Regions from separate parts of the Zea mays genome. Here region 1 is linked to region 2. A link is a contact called in public Hi-C data. All regions are on one chromosome and are shown on one strand. The core of a region is the stretch at or near the end of the contact, and the rest is flanking DNA. Distances in the headings are between cores, read along the strand shown.

The links. Hi-C and Micro-C count contacts between places; a contact is called where the count stands out from the background.
Region 1: a contact with region 2 is called in a Hi-C map of tassel, with 4 times the contacts expected there. The contact joins the promoter of LOC542606 here to the promoter of LOC103634619 in region 2. A contact is called at or near these places in 4 of 25 Hi-C or Micro-C datasets (ear, leaf, tassel and 1 more).

The regions. Positions count from the first base shown.
Region 1 is chr1:56,676,004-56,679,656 of Zm-B73-REFERENCE-NAM-5.0, reverse strand. It overlaps LOC542606 (lesion22), which reads right to left and starts at 1,861. Exons shown (of 6, transcript NM_001112140.2): 1 at 1,563-1,861; 2 at 1,351-1,475; 3 at 642-752; 4 at 299-487. The coding sequence starts at 1,680.
Region 2 is chr1:56,469,578-56,473,570 of Zm-B73-REFERENCE-NAM-5.0, reverse strand. LOC103634619 reads right to left here and starts at 1,278. Exons shown (of 1, transcript XM_008657178.3): 1 at 528-1,278. The coding sequence starts at 999. The coding sequence ends at 748.

The DNA of each region.
Region 1 (3,653 bases), core at 612-3,111, 210 kb before region 2:
GCATTCCCATTCAAAAATCCACATGAGCTACTCAGCATGATCAATTGCATTATCTTGATGTACTTATTCCATAATGTTTTCGTGACTATAGCAAGCTCCAAGTAATGTTGCATTAAAACTTTAAAGATGAGCCTAGATTGCCTGCGACTTAAGGCGACTGATATTTACACTGTGAAACCTAGAGGATTGATCAATTAGAAAATGAAAACAGTGAGTTGGCTACCAAAATCTTAACAGGAACAAACTTAGTCCCACATGAACATGTTTTTGTAATGACCAATAGACCACATTTACTAACCTCTTGTCTCAAAATATTCAGAGCCTGCCCCACATAAGGGACCCACTCCTCAGGAACAAATTCTCTGACTTCATTCACAGCTGCTGCCGTTCTCAATGGATCATAGATCACTGGACCTTTTCCCTTCACAATGTCAAAAGGTATGTTCATCCCAGGAAGTGGAGTAAGGATGTCCGAGAACAAGATGACCTAATAAAAGCACATGAAAAATATTAGCACAACACCAAAGACCAACAGATATTGGGAAATATCTGAAATTCATATACTCCGTGTAAGCTTTGTGATAAATTTCTAAACAGAGACCTTAAACAACATACACAAAAAGCTAAAGTCTGCAGCTTACTCCATCAGGCTTGAAAACCTTCCATGGTTGCAAAGAGATCTCAACAACTAGGTCGACATTTTCTGATCTTTCACGGAACGAAGGATACCGCTCGCAGAGCAATTGGTAGCTCTGCAGAAAAAAACGAAGGGTAATAAGTTAGTAAGGATGGGTGTTCAGTTGTTCACTATCGGTTGCACAAATAAAGCATGCCTTTAAAGGAAACATAGACCCATCCCGGTTCAAAAAGACATGGCTAACTTGGCATTGTTATATAAATCGTGAGTCACAGACACAAAGTTGTAATGGTTCTGAAAAGGCGAACAAGCTCAGTACCAGGATCATTTAGATCAACATGCAATCACTAGGTCTGTTGTGCGTGAACGGGAATCGGCATTCAATTTAAAATAGCAAAATGATTTTGCAGGGAGTTTTGATGATGACTTTTAATAGTTCCCCCTTGACTAGTCCACTTTTCCGCATGCCACTGGAACCTACATCACAGCACCCTACAAACATTTAGCATTTATGTTCCCTTCTATGAAGAATGTTGGCTAAATTCCTTATGTCTCACATGCATGATACATTGTTGATCACTTTTCGAGACTATGACTATATAACACTACCAACCAATTTAAGATCATTCCTCGAGCTGCGCACTGGCATGTTAACTACAAAAATGCTTAGCAGACATACAGATAAAATCGTCACAAAATGGAAGTGAACTTGCCTTCATGTACCTCCCGGCCTGCCTCATGAGCCAGACGGGTGGCCTCTCGACCTTCCTCCCTCTGATTGCGCTCACCAGCAGCGGCTCTTCCGCCGTCCTGGGCGAGGCCTCCTCCACTACCGCCTCTGGAGCACCATCACGTCGAAAGAGCAGCTAAATTAACTTCTCAGCACAAGCATCCCAACCTGTGAGCAGAACAGAAGAAGCTTCACCTCCGACGGCGCTGCAGCGGACGGCCGTGAGCTGCCTGCGTCTGGGCCCGGCGCGGGCGGACCTGCCGCGGAAGAGGGAGGTGGACGGCAGCGAGAGCGGCGGACACGCTGTTGCCATTGGGGCGGGATCCGAGGTGCTGCAGCGGTCGCGGACGGGCAAGGGGGTCGCGGCGTTGGGTCGGGGAGGCGACGACTTGGCTTGCTTGGCTTGGCAAGTTGGCTCAGCCGCTCAGGCGACGGAGAATCGGAAGGGGATGTGAATGGGATCAGGTTGGATGAGAGACGATCTGAGATGAGATGAACGGAGATCGTGGGGATGAGATGGTGGATAATAGCGTGGGCCATCGTGGCCTGTTAGGCCCAGTTCGCTTGGATCTAGATCGAAGAGTTTTATACGTAATTAAATCCTTCTATTCAATTTTGATTAGAAAAGAATTTAATTAATTTAATTTTTTCTAGTCCTTTTCAATCTACTCGTAACCAAATCAATTCCAGTTAGACCGACCTATCTAGCATTTTTCTCGGGTCCTTTTTTTTAAACTTGTAGAAAATAACTATGGTGATAATTTTATAATATCTAGTAAATATGTACATACGGAAAATATGTGATTATAACTACAAAAAAATCATCATATATTATAATATTAAAGATTTTTAATACTTAAAGTACTAAATTATTTAGTTATAAGACATCATGATCATTTTTAAAAATACTATATATGTCATCGTTTGAAGCATACATATAGGTATTGGAAAGATGTCTCCAAGCATCACATAGAAGGAAATCATCGAAGGTCCAACTACTACCGAACACACGCTTCTGAGGTCCTATACTTAGGACCTACCTTGGATCTAACAACGATAGAGGCACACCATCCTTGCGAGCTTGATATCAAACCCACCGAAAGAGTAAAGTTATTTGAGTCATCTCATCTCAAAACACATGGCCTAAAACCCTAGGCTCCCAGAGCCTCGATACACTCTAAGATTCAGGACACTTTCACACTTAAGTTTGTTTGAGCACTGTCGTCCATAAGGGATACCTAAAATCTAGGGTCCCTAGCCTTCAGACACTCCTAATAGCAGTAAACTTATATATTCTTTGCCCCTTGATCTCTAAGCTTCCCAGTTTCGGAGAATTCAAGAAGCTCCTACAATGGTTGTATGGAGACGCCCGTAAGTCAAAGAAATGCAGTTCACCCCCAGCAAGGGCATGATAACTGAAAGGGAAATATGGTTTAACCTTTTCCTATAAATAATTTTGGTGATTGAATGCCCAACACAAATAATCGAACTAACTAGTTTGCTCTAAAGTATATGATATACATGTGCATAAAGGTTCAACATAAACCAATAAAAGATTGAAGAAAGTGTTCAAATTCAAAGGAGCAAAGAAACCGAGTGTGCCCTGGTCTAGCGCATCGAACTGTCCGGTGCACCAGGACCGTACAGTGTCCAACTCTCAACTCTCGGGTTTCTCAGAGCGTGCTTCGCTATAATTCACCGGACTGTCCAGTGTGCCACCGGACTGTCCGGTTCACCAACGGAGCAACGGCTCCTTCGCGCAACGGTCGACTGTAAAAGCTGAAGTTTTAGAGGAACAGTGCGCAACAGTGCGCGGCAGAACAGAGCCGCCCGTTAGAGGCGCAGGACAGTGAACAGTACCTATCCAATGCGACACTGGACTGTCCGGTGCCACTAGAAGACAAAGCCTTCAACGGTCGACGGCGCCCGAACCCTAACGGTTGGGTGACGTGGCTGGCGCACCGGACAATGTCCGGTGGCGCACTGGACTGTCCGGTGCGCCATCGACAACAGCCATCCCCAACAGCTATGTGGTGGTTGAGGGCTATAAATACCCCACAACCACCACCACTCCAAGCATCAAAGTTTCTAGCACTTCACATTCAATACAAGAGCTCGTGTTCTTTGAGCTCTTGTTTCTTGGATCGCTTTCTTCTTCCTCATCCTTGTTCTTAAAGTGACTTGTAATCAAGGCAAGAGACACCAAGTGCGTGGTGGTCCTTGCGGGGTCTAAGTGACCCGTTTGATTAAGGAAAAAGCTCACTCAGGAAAGGGTTGAAAGAGACC
Region 2 (3,993 bases), core at 29-2,528:
GAAGTACTAATTTGCTCCGCTGCATACCATATAATTTTTGATATAGTCTAGAGGGCCTACTATGATTAGTTTGCTTGGGGGCTCTCAAAATCATAGGACCGGGACTGATTATTGGGCGCCATTGTATCACACTTTCGTTTATATAAATGACGGGGGTGCAGGGTGCAAGCGCCGGATACAAAGTGGGGTAACTCAACGAGGGTCGAGGGGTACAATTTTACAGGTACAAGTAACTCCCAAATTAAAATATTGTTCCTAGACTCAATCAGTGGTACAATCAGGCTCACTGTCTGTAAACAACAACAAAAAAAAACATCCATAGCGCAACTCCCAAAAATACTGTTCCTACTTCCTAGACTCAAAACATTCATGGCGCAGCTCTCGAAGTTCAAGTTGTTCTAAAATCTAGTTCTATAAAGTTTTGGAGCTCTCCTAATTAAATCGACCCATAGCTACTAATCTAGTCGTGAAAGGCAAGATCCGAATCTAGTATGGGCTTTGTGTTCAGTATGTGTGTGCGTGAGACAAGAATCCAATCCTGTAGTATATGCTATCGGACATAGGAGTAACACGAAATAATAACAACCAGCTTTATTTAGACTCTTGCTATGGGACATGCATGCACATACGATGCATGAATGTCGTGGACCGTGGTCGTGGCGGCATCCAACTGGGCCGTCCGGTCACCGGATAGATCGAGCCTACGCCGGCCTGCTATAATCTGCAAAGCCCGAGAGAGCGTGCGGCTCAGAAACCGCAGAAGTCGTCGGCCCTGGGCTGGCCCGGCTGACCGATCTGCGCGCAGCCCTCGGTGCAGGCGGCCGCGCAGTCGAACTTGTCCGCCGCGCTCGCGCCGAGGGTCATGCACCGGTTCTTCATGCAGTCGCAGAAGCATCCCGGCCGTTCCGCTTCCGCCCCGCTCTTCTCCGCCGCCAGGACCGCGGCAACCGCCACGGCCAGGCACAGCATAGCCGCCGCCGCTCTTCTGGACGCGGCCATCGTCTCGGCCTACGAGTTTGTTCCCTTCCGTCTAGCACACAAGTGATCTTGGCGATCTGCGTGCATGTGTAAGGGCAATTGGTCCTATTCAAGGGCACGGGAATGGTCGGACAGGAGTGAGAGTAGGCGTATCTTTTTTTTTCTTCGCATGGTAATTTTTGCGCTGTTTGTACATCCAAACCATGCACACATGACAATTCCAAATTCTTCGATCTCTCTCTCTTTCTCTCCTTGTTTCCCCGTTCATAGGTTTTGAAATCTCGTGGCATTTTACGCCTGTGTTGGGGAACAAAAAAAAACTCTTATTTTTTTGTTGCGAAAGAGAAGAAAGGACTCACATGCATGTTGCACAAGACCCATCCCAAATGATAAATGTCCCCGGCAGCTCTCACATATGATCGCGGATACGCAAAATGTGTAACAAATACGTGTTTCGTCTAGCAGCTCACGTTATACATGTCCAACTATGCGTGCCGAGACAGCCCGGCCCGAACACGCATTGGCCCGGCCCAACTATAACGTGCCCAGGCACGGCACGGATACACCCTCGTGCCGGGTCGGACCGTCACGTGGGCTGAAGGAGGAGCTCAGACTCGGCACGCCAGCTATTACATGGGCCGGGTCGGGCTTGGAGCACGGTAAGCCCATCAGTACGTGTCGGGCCCATGCCATCTAAAAAAACACAGAAATTGTAGCATCACAGAAACTTCCCATTTATACACAGAAATACACAGAGATTGTACATTGAAATACACATAAATACAACTTAATTCAGCTCTTGAAGATACCAAAATAGTATACATAATCTCAGAAGAACCATATGAAAATCTTAGAACATCACAGAACTCAGAACATAAGATAAATAGGTAATATAAAATTTAATTGGGGCCTTAGTGCAATGTTGCCTCATTAAAAACCTTCCTAGGTAAAAACTCACACCTCGTGAGAAAACCCTAGAAAGGAAAAGAGTACAACCAGCTCCTTATAAAGTTTATAGTCCAGTTCACAGTCCATGTTCATGGTTATTACAAAACAACATACATAGATATAAAACTAGAAGTTCAAGTTTTTTCCTTCCTCCTTCCCCCTTGCTCATCTTTGCTTCCTTCTTGAACCTTTCTCTTGCTCCCAGGTGATAATTCCTGCTCATCATCGAGATACATAGCTTCAAAAATTGCCTCAAGGTCCTTGGTTTCCTTCTCCACAGTATGTTGCTTGTGTTGGTCAGCCAGTTCCCAGTCCTTGATGCATGAGAGCACCTCCACCATGTCCGTTGTCAGTCGTTGTCGCCGCTCCTCGAGAACCCTGCTAGCTAGACTGAAAGTGGATTCTGAAGATATAGTAGAGATAGGGACAGTCATAATATCTCTAGCAAGTATAGAAAGATTTGGATAAGTCTGATTATGGCGCTGCCACCAGCTAAGTATGTTAAAATCTGGACCAAACTTAGTTTCAGTGTCACTATCTAGGTAAGAAGAGAGCTCAGATAGAGAAGATGAACTACCAGGTGTACCTGCACCAGGTATACTACCAGTACAATGTTAGCTACTGCTAATGGAAGGAGAAGATAGTAGAGAGGGAGCAGAGGTAGGAGACGAGAATAGGGGAGGAACAGGGACGTTGTATTGATTCATAGTAAAGTTCATACATGGTTCTTCCTGTCCCAAGGCAACAGCATATATGAGACTACTTAGAAACATGGCCCACCAACTAGTGACCAAAGGACATAGCCCTACACGCGAGACTCTTACACCCACACAGGACAACAACAACATGGCTGCACTTAGTTACACCCACTCAGGACCTGCGACTCAAACATCGTGTCTTCCACGCTCACCAGGATGGAGTTCCTCATGTGGAGTATCTGACAATGGTGGTGTAACATTCCCTACTCCTTAAAATTCAACTTGCCCTCAAGTCGATGTAGAATCTGAGCACATCCATGATCCTGATGCCCTGAGTGAAGCAGCATGTGTTCCTAGGTAGCCAGATCCAACGAAAGTCCTGACCAAGCCACGAGCACTTGCTGCACAACATGGTTTGGACACTCAAAACCTAGCAGCAAGCTTGAGTTGCGAGACATGTAGCACTGAGTGGATACGTCTTGAATCTAGAAGTTGCAGGTAGTAAGCAACATTGCCCACACGAGCCAAAACCTGGTAAAGCCAGAAGTATTGTAAACACCGATCACACTTATACATAGGAGACGACGATGGTTCTGTTGGGTTTGGGAGCCTTATGATGTGCATTCTCCATTGACAGCTCCCGCCCAAAAACCGCAGAACACTGAACTGAAAATGCAGCTGCAAGCTCAAAGAATTCAGAGCAATAATCATACTTGTCATCGTTTAGCACCTTTAAAGCCACCTTCCATGAACGGACAGCAAACCAATTCAGTCCATGCAGCCCTACAATTTCCTTTTTTAGGAAAACATCCAAACCAAGCTCACCCATTCGTAGCTTGACAACCAAGGATTCCACTGTTGCCTTCCTAGATTTATATACTTGTGTAATGTTAACTCCAGACAAGTGTATCTGATATATACTTATCGAAGTCCCTTGAAGAAAAATCAGCAAACAAACACTGAATATTAGATGACTGAAGGATGGCAAACCCAGCAGCTGAAGATGAATTTTCATGTATTTGGATAAGGTTCTCCTGTAAAGCATGAAAGCATCTAGGCCCCTGGTTGGTTTTAGTGATTAATGACAACGTAATGTTATATGTGACTAACGTGTGTTTTGCAGAGACAAATGGTAAGTTAGGTCGCATTACAGGTAGAAGTACTACAACGGTGAAAACAATCCCGGAGATAAGAACTCGAAGCGACGGCTAAAACGACAAAACAAAAGGTGAAGGACTACGGAGTCCGAGTGTCAAGGAGATGTGGACACTCGTAATTTGGTTAGGTCTTTTATTCTCTTTTAGCCGTACTATAAAGAGGGGTTGTCGATGAGTAGTTTGACCAAGAGAGTTCTGGTGTAGTGTTGGTG